Linked DNA regions of Mus musculus: region 1 is linked to region 2. The links are chromatin contacts, called in public HiChIP or PLAC-seq maps. All regions are on one chromosome and are shown on one strand. Each heading gives the region's core, a stretch centred on a gene start, on an enhancer-like site or on the middle of the called end of the contact. The rest is flanking DNA. Distances are from core to core; before and after follow the strand shown.

Evidence for each region. HiChIP or PLAC-seq counts read pairs in DNA pulled down with a chosen protein or histone mark.
Region 1: a contact with region 2 is called in an H3K4me3 HiChIP or PLAC-seq map of forebrain, with 4 times the contacts expected there. The contact joins the promoter of Ipo4 here to the enhancer-like site in region 2. A contact is called at or near these places in 4 of 39 promoter capture datasets (3T3-L1-derived adipocytes, embryonic stem cells, hippocampal neurons and 1 more) and 2 of 115 datasets of contacts at active chromatin or transcription factors (embryonic forebrain and forebrain).

The regions. Positions count from the first base shown.
Region 1 is chr14:55,633,720-55,639,869 of GRCm38.p6, reverse strand. Ipo4 (importin 4) reads left to right here and starts at 4,186. Exons shown (of 30, transcript NM_024267.7): 1 at 4,186-4,340; 2 at 4,421-4,507; 3 at 4,659-4,738; 4 at 4,824-4,865; 5 at 5,461-5,590; 6 at 5,676-5,855; 7 at 6,093-6,150. The coding sequence starts at 4,272. Tm9sf1 (transmembrane 9 superfamily member 1) reads left to right here. Exons shown (of 5, transcript NM_001360063.1): 4 at 1,738-2,011; 5 at 3,258-3,905. The coding sequence ends at 3,651.
Region 2 is chr14:55,144,803-55,150,828 of GRCm38.p6, reverse strand. No RefSeq gene overlaps it. Among named protein-coding and RNA genes, the nearest start is that of Gm46455, 6.9 kb to the left of the region's middle. Within about 2 kb of position 2,143, at least 80 of the 459 cell types and tissues checked have an H3K27ac peak or open chromatin away from gene starts, as enhancers often do. A contact at or near this core is called in forebrain and hippocampal neurons, where this site is marked.

The DNA.
Region 1 (6,150 bases), core at 2,937-5,436, 490 kb before region 2:
TTTTTGAATAGTTAAAAGTTGTTAAGTGGGGGAAAGTGGCTAGACACTGAACATTTGATACGTCATGTGACATAGGCAATGTAGTCCCCGTTGCACACGATGAGGAGACTAAACTAGGACAGGGTCTTACTGTGGAGCCCACGTGAGCCTTTAACTGCCTCCTGGGTTATAGGGTTGTGGGTGCACATCACCATGCCTGGGTTTCAGCCGTTTGCATGTATGTGCTCAAGCGCTTGTGCAAATGTGCGATTGTATGTGTGGAAACCAGAGGGCCACCTCACATATGATCCCTCAGACACTGTCCACCTCTCCTGAGAAAAGATCTCTCATTAGCCAAATAGTCAAGACTGGGCTGCTTGGCTGACAGGCTTCAGTAATGTCTCCGCTGCCCCCAATGCTGAGATTACAAGCATGCGAGCCAGGCGTGGTGGAGCACATCTTTAATCCCAGGACTCAAGAGGCAAGCAGATCTCTCTGAGTTCCAGGCCACTCTGCTCTACTCCTTGAGTTCTAGGATAGTCAGGGTTACTTAGACCCTGTCTCAAAAGAAAAAAAAAAAAGCGTGAACCACTGTCTCTAGCTTTTTACAGGGAGGAATCTGGGAATGGAACGTAGGCCCTCATGATTGTAAGGCAAGCGTTTTATCACCCGAGACAACAGACCCTCAGACATGCTTTCATTTGGTATGTGTACACACATACCTGTGTAGGCTTGCATGTGTGCTGTGTATGCACACGCATTTGGAAGGCAGAGGTCAGGAGCGGGTCCTCCTCAATAGCTTCCCTTACCCTTCAAGGCAGGGTGTCTCACTGAAGTTAGAGCTCACTGCATTAGCTAGACCTGATGACCAGTGAGCCGTAAGGATCCTCCTGTCTCTTGCCCTCCGTCTACTGTGATTGTGAGCTCTGGCCACCGATGTGGCTTATTTTTGTTGTCTTTAATGAGAATGTTGGGGACCCAACTCAGGTGCTCAGGCTTTCATGGTGGGGGGGGCTTTGCTGACTGAACCATTCCCTCAACCCTCCTAAGTAGCATTCTTGAGTTTATTTTTTGATACTATTTTTATTTTGGAGGTAGGTTCATTCTGGATTTCAAGCCAGTTTGCCTTTTCAAAAACAGTAGTAGTCTATATTCTGAACCTTGTGATTTCCAATCTGATGTATTTGACTTCTGTCCCATCCCATTTATATATTTGAAGCATGGCTTTCTGATAACAGGCCCTTAACCCAAATGACTGTTTTATGCTTGGAATTATCAGTGCCATGGCAAGACAGGTTTCTGTAGGTAGGTAGATTTGTATCACTCTTGGACCACAATGATGCAACTGTCTTAATTCTTTTTTTTTGTTTGTTTTTTCGAGACAGAGTTTCTCAGTGTAACCCTGGCTGTCCTGGAACTCACTCTGTAGACCAGGCTGGCCTCGAACTCAGAGATCCACCTGCCTCTGCCTCCCGAGTGCTGGGATTAAAGATGTGCGCCACCACTGGCTGGCCAGCTGTCTTAATTCTTGATGACATTGGGTTGGGGAATGGTGTTTGAAAAATAAAGAATAAAGAATAAACACATAAAAGGACAATGAGCTATAAAAGGGTCAAAGTGGATTCAATCAGCTCTGGCCATCTGGAAGCATAGGTGGGCCCTGTAAGTGGCAGGCTACTTCATCCCTTTCCCTTTAGGTCCAGTCAGAGTGGGGTGTCACGGGGATGTTGCTCCTACTGCTGACCCTCCTTCCTGCAGTGCCTTTCTTCCTGACTTGGAGTGTGGTGAACTCAGTGCATTGGGCCAACGGTTCAACACAGGCGCTGCCGGCCACAACCATCCTGCTGCTGCTGACAGTCTGGCTGCTGGTAGGCTTTCCTCTCACTGTCATTGGCGGCATCTTTGGGAAGAACAACGCTAGTCCCTTTGATGCACCTTGTCGCACAAAGAATATCGCCCGGGAGATCCCACCCCAGCCCTGGTACAAGTCTACTGTCATCCACATGACTGTTGGTGGCTTCCTGCCTTTCAGGTATCCTCACTTTGTACCATGGCCATCCATTTTTGGTGGTTTTGGTTTGGTTTGGTTTTGGACACTAGAGAGTTTTTTGTTTATTTTGTTTTCTGTTTACTTTGTTTTCTTTTTTTGAGGCACTCATAAGGCTCATGGGCACTCGGAGGTAGAGGCAGGTGGATCTCTATTTTTTTTTTTTTCTAGATTTATTTATTATATGTAAGTACACTGTAGTTGTCTTCATACATTCCAGAAGAGGGCGTCAGATCTCTTTACAGATGGTTGTGAGCCACCATGTGGTTGCTGGGATTTGAACTCAAGACCTATTGGAAGAGCATTCAATGCTCTTAGCTGCTGAGCCATCTCTCCAGCTCCTATAAATTTGAGGTCAGCATGGTCTACAGAGTTTCAGGACAGCCACGGCTACAGAGAAATCCTGTCTTAAAAAACAAAACAAAACAAAAACCTTAAGTTGTCCCGCCTTGGATGAGGGCCACCACACCTTGCATTCAGCAGGGTTTTGATTCACCTTTGCCTTTCTCCGCTCTCTAAATACCATAACCCAGTAATAATCCTCAGCTCAGCCCAAGCACAGACCAGGAGTGAGCTTCAGCTCGCTCACATGAGCGTTTCACTGTCAAGCTCTCACTCAGCAAACTGAAAGTAATCAAGTGGGCTTTAAGCCTTGTATTGGAGCTTACAGAACCTGATTTCTGTTTAGTGTTCACAGGCACAGAGAGCTTAAGACCTATGTGTTTTCTCATTCAGTTTGTTAAGTACCTTTTAAACAATACAGAAGGAAGTAAACAACACAGTATCTGCCCCCTCCACTTCTTTCTTGCTCCCATTTTGTAGTAGTGGAGTGTGCTTAGGGCCTCGTGCATCCTTTGGCAAGCACTGTTCTCTGAGCCACATCCCAGCCCTTTTTTACCTTTCATTTTAAGACTGTCTTAAGTTTTCCAGGCTGGCCTTGAACTTGCTTTTTAACCTAGATTGACTTTGAATTTGGCAATCCTCCTGCCTCAGCCTCCCAAATAGTAGTATTATAGATGTATGCCTACTCTAGTTAAGATGGTTGCTTTCAGCCTGTCAGGGAAGATGTTCATGAACCGAGAGCAACTAATAAACTAAGCTAATAGGCAGAAGCCTCCTGGAGCTCTCTTGATCGCCACAGCGCTACCGGAAGATGTGGCTGAGTTTGGCTCCGCGTGCTGTGGCTATGAACAGAGCTTTAATGATGTGCATTGTCTTTTTCTCTTCACAGCGCCATCTCCGTGGAGCTGTACTACATCTTTGCCACAGTCTGGGGTCGAGAGCAGTACACTCTGTACGGCATCCTCTTCTTTGTCTTCGCCATCCTGCTGAGTGTGGGGGCCTGCATCTCCATTGCGCTCACCTACTTCCAGCTGTCTGGGGAAGACTACCGCTGGTGGTGGCGATCCGTGCTGAGCGTCGGCTCCACCGGCCTCTTCATCTTCCTCTACTCAGTTTTCTACTATGCCCGGCGCTCTAACATGTCAGGGGCAGTACAGACAGTAGAGTTCTTTGGCTACTCTTTACTGACTGGCTATGTCTTCTTCCTCATGCTGGGTACCATCTCCTTTTTTTCCTCTTTAAAGTTCATCCGTTATATCTATGTTAACCTCAAGATGGACTGAGTTCTAAGCCACAGAACTCTGGCTCTTTCCTGCTTTCATCATGCCCCATTGATTTCACTTGATAGCTTCTCTTCTGACCGAATTGTGTGATGGCATTGTCGCCTTCCTTCCCTCTTTAGAGAGGACCTGGAAATTAAAAATCTCTATTATATAAGGAATATATATATTTGAACTTTTTAAGTTGCCTTACGTTTTGGTCCTGATTTTTTTTTTCTTTTTACAATTATTAAAATAAAATTTATTAAGAAAAAGGATCCTGTCGTTGGAAGTTTTGGTCTAGTTATAGAAACCCGAGGCCTGTTGTCAATGCAGTTGTTTTGAAAACCCGAGTTCGCTATTGCCACACAAACTCTGGACTCTGGGAACTGTCGGCACAGGGAACCCACGGTGCCGAGGCTCTGTCAGCGGGTGCTCAGGCAGACGGAAGCCCAGACTGACGCCAGCCACCAGCTTTCCGCAGTTTTTGAAGGGAAGCAAGCTGAATCACCCAGGCGACAGGAGAGACGCAGAGTAACGCCCTTTCCGCCGGAAGTTGCTGTCGGAGTCTCCACGTGCCGATCCTCCCCCTCCCCACCCGGCCCTGTAGCAGCGGCGGCGTCGGCGGCGGCTCGGCAGCTGCCATGGAGCCTGCGGGTTTGGAACAGATCCTGAAGGAGCTGCTGCTGCCCGACACGGAGCGCATCCGCCGGGTATGGGCAGGCCTGACCGGGCTACGGGGATGGGGAGGCTGTGGGAAAGGCCCGGTCTTGACCTCCCAGCCTTCCATCAGGCTACGGAGCAGCTCCAGACCATCCTTCGGGACCCTGCTGCCTTGCCCGCACTCTTCGATCTGCTGGCAACAGCGACCGACTCTCAGGCGAGTCACCTGCCCCTCCTTGCCGAAATTCTGAAATTCCTCAATGTGTCCCTGGTCCCGCTCCAGCCTCCGCCCCCTGCGGTCCTAATCTGTTCATCATCTTCTTGGTGCCTGTGATTCTCATTTGGCTGGCAACCTCTTCTCACCCCAGATCCGCCAGTTTGCAGCGGTCCTGACCCGCAGAAGGCTGAACAATCGCTGGCGACGCCTGGCACCTGAGCAGAGGGAGAGGTGGGCTAGATTTAGGATGGGAGGGGCCGGGCCTAGTCTACTTTTTGACAGGCCGAGTACTAAGCCTTTGCCACCTGTCTTCCAGCCTCAAGTCCCTGGTCCTGACAGCACTGCAGAAAGAGACAGTGTAAGTGTGGAGCACCCACTCTCGGGGGTCCTAACTGATTGGGGCTGAGATACTGGACTTCTACCTTCTTTTTCAGCCCCAGACTAGGACTTAATTCAGGCCTAGAAGGTGGAACATGTGAAAACTAAAGTTTTTTGTGATTTATTTTTCATTTTTTAATTTTTTGGTTTTTCTGAGACAGGGTTTCTCTGTGTGGCCCTGGCAGTCCTGGAGCTTACTCTGTAGACCAGGCTGGCCTTGAACTCAGAAATCCGCCTGCCTCTGCCTCCCAAGTGCTGGGATTAAAGGTGTGTGCCACCACTGCCCAACTAAAACCCTAAAGTTTTTGAGAATGGCTGAAAATGATCAGCTAAACCCAGATAGGGAAAACAAGACTGAATTGAATTCAGCCTGTCCAGTGGTGCTGACCGAGCCAGATCACAATGCCCCCCTCCTTTCCTCACCCCCAGCTGTCGGTGGTCTTATGGGGTCTGCCTTAGGAAAGACCGTGCACATACCTGCATTCTCTTTCTGGCCACTCCTTGGGCCTGGGGCATTGTTTGCAAGGGAAGGGTGGTAAAAGGTGTTTCTATATGAATGGACCTCCTCTTTGTAGGCATTCTGTGAGTGTCAGCTTGGCCCAGCTCTCAGCCACCATTTTTCGAAAGGAAGGCCTACAAGGATGGCCTCAGTTCATGAACCTTCTTCAGCACAGCACTCATAGTTCCCATAGCCCCGAGAAAGAGGTACTGGCACTGCCCTGTTGGCAGGAAGGAGGGACAGAGGCTGGATAGACCACGAGACCGTCTCTTCTCCCCTGCTCCTGTACAGGTGGGACTTCTGCTGCTGAGTGTGGTGGTGTCTTCCCAGCCCGAGGCATTCCATGCCCACCAGCACGAGCTGCTTCAGCTTCTGAATGAGACGCTCAGTGACGTCAGCTTTCCCGGAGTGCTCTTCTACTCCCTGCGCACTCTGACTGCCATCGCCCGCTATGTCAGGCCGGATGATGTGGTAAGTAAGACGCTGCCTGTATCTCTCGGTTTCGTGCCCTCGCTTTCAGAAGTCTTGGCCCAAGCTGCTTTCGAGTTTTATTCCGCCTCCCGTTCTTCCTAAGGGTTGAGGGCATAGCGTGTTAGCTGGGCCTGGCTGGCTCCTTAGATGGAGGCTTTGAGGAAGCCTCCAGCTCCTGGCTTCTGGGATGAGACCACCTGCGCTTTATGTGATTACGCTCATTCCTGTGTCTTCCAGTCTCTTGCACGGATGTTGGTGCCCAAAGTCGTTACGGCACTGAGGACTCTGATCCCCT
Region 2 (6,026 bases), core at 894-3,393:
AGGCAGTTTGAATATACTTGGCTCATAAAAAGTGGCACTATTGGGAGGCATGGCCTTGTTGGAGTGGGTGTGGCCTTAGAGGAGGAAGTTCATGGCTGTAGGGGTGGGCTTTGAGGTCCTATGCTCAAGATCTGCCCAGTATGGAAAAGAGTATCCTTCTGGCTGCCTTCAGATCAAAATATAGAACTTTTATCTCCTTCTCCTGAACCATGTCTGCCTGCAGGCTGCCATGCTTCCTGCCATGATGATAGTGGACTGTACCTCTGAAATTGTAAGCCAGCCCCAATTAAATGTTGTCCTTTATAAACCTTGCCTTGGTCATGGTGTCTCTTCAGAGCAATAAAACCCTAACTCAGACAATCCCCAGAGGTCTATAGCCTCGTTTTGTTTAGGCTTTTTTAGTTTTTTCTTTTTTCTTTTTTTTTTTTTTTTAATTAGGATTATGTCTCAGTGCCAGGGATATCTCCTTATGAGTTGTTAGTCAGAGAGGCCCCAGAGGCCCCGAAAACACTATAGACTATTGCCAATACTCTCGGTTGTCATTAGGAACTAGATGGTAGGACCTTATTGTTGCCTGAGCGTGGTGACACAGGCCTTTAAACCCAGTGCTTGAGAGGCAGAAGTGGGCAGATTTCTGTGAGTTTGAGGCTGGGCTGGTCTACTGAGTAAGTTCCATGCCAGCTGGTCTAAGCGTGCCTCCTAGGAAAACCCCGTCGTTAATTTAAAACACCCCTACTGCTGAAGACACTTCCACACCTTTGCTGCAAGATAGAAAGAAACGGAGCTGGGACTGAATCGGAAGCTTCCTCCCTGCTTGCCGGCTTCCGCGGTGTCCAGAGGCTCACGCAGGATGTGAATGATTCAGGCATAGGAAGCTGCCGAGAAGTAGGACTTAGGAAACCCAAGCTTTCCCTCGGAAGACATGGCTTCCCTAGCCAGGACAGACACCCTCGTCTTCAGAGAGAAATGGTGAAAAGGAGTATGTAGTGTGAGCATCCAGAGGAGTCGGGAACAGTGCGAACACCTGTGTGTCTGGAGGGCAGAGACGGGGCCTGTGACTTAAAAAGCAGGCTGTGAAGCTCTCTGAAGCAGGTCCATCACGTGCAGCCAAGCCAGGTAACTCCACATAGAGACCCAGGGCCCCAGGAGGCCTCTCGTGAGGGAAGAGATATGCCCCCACAGATATGTGCAGATACCGAGGCAGGGGGAGGGTCTGGCCTTGGAGTCTCAGGCACAACGAGTTGGAAGACTATGGGCAGCTTGTCTACAAGGTCTTCTTTCACCCAAATCCAACTGTGCCAGCTCCACATCAGCCCAGCAGCTCCTGTGTCTCTCAATATGAGGGTCCCATGTGCTTGTACTCCATCTAGGACTAGCTTCCCACTGAGACAGGGAGAGAGTGGTAGGGGACAGGATTAATCCAGGGCCCCTGGGGACTGGCAACCAGAAGAGAGGTGAACTCCAGCAATGCCAGGCCGAGAGACTGAAGGAGCTTGCAGGAGACCGCAATGTGAATGATTCCTGTCAGCTCCAAACCTACTCTGGCCACTCCATCACCCAGGGACTCCTGGTTACTAAGCAACCCCTGCCTTACCTACTACGTCTGCTCTTGTTCCTTAGCAACCCTTGCATAACCCAATTCCCTTGAGTTCAGAGTTGATATCTATAAATTATAAGTAGATGGGTGCTGCTCCAGCAATGGAGAGAAATTTTATATTAAATTCTGGTCTGTAGCTAGCGTCCTCATGAAGGCAACCAAACTCTTCACGTTGGCAGGCTCAGCCTTGGCTTCCAAATTATGCTTCTTTTGATATTTTATTTCCAAAACTGGACCTACCCTGTTCTCCTCCCACCCCTCAGTTTTCCTCCTTTCCCCTCTGAACTGTCCCTTCCTCTTCTCTACGAAATACATTGAAAGTCTTATATTTCCAGGGGCTAAGGGGGTTTCAGATGTTGGTTGATCTACCTTTTCTAAATACGGGGCTCTAAATATTCTAATACCCCTCTGGGGGATTCTTCTCCCCAAGCCACAACACAGATTAACCCCACACAGTGAGGGTAAGTGAACAGAGAATCAAGGCTCCTCCACTAGACCCAAGAGAAAAAGGATTCACACTTTGTGTGTTAGAGCACCCCCTGCTGGAATGCCTGCGTTATAACATGTCTGAGAAGCCGCCCTGTTTCAGGAAATTTCCTTTGGCCTGCTGGTCTGAGCTTGCCTGATGGTATTACAGAGAAGCTAGCCCACTGACTAGAAAAACAGCTCTAGCCTGGTGCAAGCAAACAGACTGCAGAGAGGAGGTGAGCCTTGTCTATGCTTGGTTCTCCTTACATGCCGTGTGCCTTTCACCCAGAGAGAGAGGGAGCAAGAGAGCCCTCACTCACTGGCCCCCAGAGTCACACTTTATTCCAAGGCAGTCTGAAGGAGCCGAGCTGACAGCAGATCCATCCCCTTTGCAGTGGTCTCTAAGCCTGTCCAAGTTGATTAATTCAGATGCATAGATTTGAGAGTGCAGAAGCCAAATGGACATACTTTCAAACCAGCCCCAAATCAGAGGCCAACGACCTTCAATGCTAGGTCCAAAGCAAAAAGAGAGGGCAAAGAAAAAGAAAAGAAAGATTAGGGGAGAAAGTCGATCCTCGTAGTGCAGGCCCGTAACCTTAGCTACTCAGGAGGCTGAGGTGAGAGGATCGTGAACTCAAGGCCAGCCTGAGCAACTTATGGAGACAATGTCACAAAATAAACATTAAAAAAGAGGCTGGGATTATAAACTAGAAGTAGAACACTTGCCTAGCATATGTGAGGTCCTGGGCTCAATGTTTAGTCCTGAAGAGGCAAGGAAGTAAAGAGAGAAAAGTGGGGCGGAAATGAGGAAGGCAGGCAGGAGGGAGAAAAAAAAAACTCAAGGAGAAAATGAGAAGCACACAATGCTTAAAATGCTGACAGTCAGCGGAGAGCTTAAGGATGCTGCTGGGCTCCTGTCATCCCCTCTCAGCTCCTCTGCTCCTCCAAAAGCCGAGGTGACTTGGGTGATCCTGAGGGTTTCCGTGACCGACCAACAGCAACAGACAGCTGCAGACAAGTCCAGAGAGAAAGCGATGGGACATGAAGTGAAAAGGCATGAAGACTCCGCTCCAAGAGTCGTTTGCCCTGGTATAGCCATGAGGCCTTGTCCCAGACCACATCATTCCAACCTTGGGCTGTGAATGTGTTGGGTTGACCTCACGAGCTGTCACAGAGCTGATTTCCTGGGACTGCCGATTCTATCTGAATAAACTCCAATACGGGTGGAATTTACAGTCCCATAATTCAGGAATGTGGGGAAGGGCCTCACCCAAGTTGGGGAGGGCAGAAGCTGGGGGAAGGGCAGACCTGTCAACAAGTAGATGGAGCCCCCACACCTCCCTCCCAAGGACTCTCCCCCCTGATAAACTGTCATATCAGAAACAGACTCAGAACTCAGGCAGGCTCCAGGCCCCAAACAGGGCAAGCCAAGATGGGCGGGAAGACAGCTCTGGGCTCAGCTGGCTGGAGAGGCAGAGCTGGCCACAAGGCTGCAGAGTCATTTCTGCCAGCACCAGAAAGAGGCCACAGGCCGCAGCTGCAAAGCCACTGAATTGGCTCCTCTTTCCCAGGTCAGACCTCTGGAACTAACCAAATCAATAGCTGGAGTTCCTGGTACCCATGAATCGCTCAGGCTGTCCTAGGGAAAACATACGTCAAGCCCGGAACTATGCTGAGTACTGAAAACACCAAAATGAGGAAGGCAGAGCCTGGGTGAGCATTTCCCCACTGAGTTTCAAAATTAGTACAATTAGGTTTGCCATTGATTGGACGATTCTGATAAATGACGTGCAGAATGGTATGAGCGTGGGGCCCGGTCCGTCTGAGAGCAACGAGAAAAGCCACATGGTGAGGTCAACGGAGAAAGCACTGTGCCTTGAGGTGTGTGCTCAGGAGGACCACTCAGTGATGAGGACAGCAATTGGGGCATTGATGGCTTTCAAGACGATATGAGACCCCAGGACTGTAAATCAAGTGAAAAGGGAAACAAGCTAGACCCGGAACACCAGCTTCTTAGATGGCCCCATGACCGCAGCTGCCCAGCATCCTCACCCTGTGTGTTCTCCACTGACTTCAGACCAACTGGCAAAAAACCAGTCTTGCCTCTGAGTGATTAGGACAAAAAGCTGAGTGCCATCTTGGGCCCTCCCTGCCCTCCTGTCTCCGTATTGGCTCAGTCCTATCTAACACATTGAGAGTCACCCATGACAAGGTCCAGGAAGCAAAGACCTGAGTTTTGCAGCCATCTACTCAGTGAGCCAGCTTGGCAGCTAATCTTTGAGCCCTGGTCTAGTGAAGACAACTGCAGCCCAGATGGTAGCTTGACCACAACCTCATGAGAGCACTGAGCTGGAACCAGCAGGTCAGAGCCAATGTGTTCTCTAGCTTGAGGGTTGCAGGCTCTTTTGTTGTGGAGCAATGGGCAACTAAACCAGGAGCCTCGAGAATAATAAAGCCATTCAAGAGATAACAGAAAAACCCTAGAATATAAAGGGCTTTGAATAAAGCAGCCATAATTAAAACATTGTTGCATTGATGCGTGAACAACTGAAGTCATAAAAGCAAAATTTCAGAAATAGACCCAAACACCTTTGGAGGTAAACTCAGGCTACAGAGTAAGACTGATCCTCCCTCTCCATCATTTAGTAGATATCGATTTCCACTAAGCCATCTTGCCAGCCTCATATAGCAACCGCCATATTTTACACACACTCCTGATGATAGTTTTCTAGTAAACAGTGGTGACACTTATTAACTGATCTGAAGAAAAAAAAAAGTCCAGCTTATAAACTGTGTACTCTGTTCAGAAAAGAGTAAAGAACTTTTGAGGCAGGGTTTTACTATGTAGCCCAAGCTGGCCTTGAACTGACAATCTTCCTGTCTCTTCCTCCTGAGTGCTTGGATTATGAGCATGGCCTTCATGCCTAGCATGTTGCTGTGCCAAGTCCACGCATAGCCCCTCTAGGGCCATGGACCTGACCAGTAAGTGAGGGAATAAGGAAAAGACGGACAAACAAGCTTACAGAAAAACCGGGCTTGGTTGGTCTGGGGTCTCAGCGAAGTTAGCACTTTAAATCAGGCATAACATGTGCCTGCAATCCTAGCTACTTGGGAGGCTGAGTTAGGGTAATTCTAAGTTCAATGTCTGCCTGGTCTACATGGTGAGTTCAAGGCCAGCCTGGGAAAACCAGAGACTTAGTGTCCCAGTGAAATTTAAAGGAGGAGAGTGGGGATAGCTCAGCACTTGCCTAAGTGTGCAGGAATCTGTCTGTGTTCAACCCTAGTACTGAGGGGAAAATAAACACACTTTCTCTTGTGCAATTGTTTTCAGTTTTATTTTATTGTCTGAGAATTTCATAAATGCATATAATGTGTTTTAATCAAATCTACCCTCATTTCCTCTCCTCTACCACTTTTCCTTCCAACTTTACATGCTCTTTTTTTTCTCACTGAGTCTACTTAGGGCCGTCTATACATGTATTATGAGCAGCTACTGGAGCATGGGCAGCCCCTTAAGGGCCACATGCCTGAAGAACACCGACTCCCCTACCTCAGAAGCCATCATTTGCCAATAACTCCTCAGATAAAGTGAGACCTCATGAGCCCTCCCCTCCCCATGCTGGGATTTGGGCTGTCTTGATCCTAACCAAACAGGTCTTAGGCACAAGTCTCGGTTGCTATAATTGGTGCCTGCAGACACAATGACATGTCCAGCAAATGCTCTTTCACCATGAATATTCACTCTCTCTGGCTCTTAGAAGATTTTCTGCCCTCTCTCTTCTGGAATGAGCCGTGGGAGTGGGGGTGATACAGACATCCCATTTAGAACCAGGCATGCACAGTCTTGTACTCTCTGAAAAGTTAAACCCTTAGTGACTTAAGAAAGATGTTCAGCTGCTGCTTCTCGTCCACAGCGGAATCACTATGTCTGAGTAAACTGAGAAAAAAATGAGACGGGCAT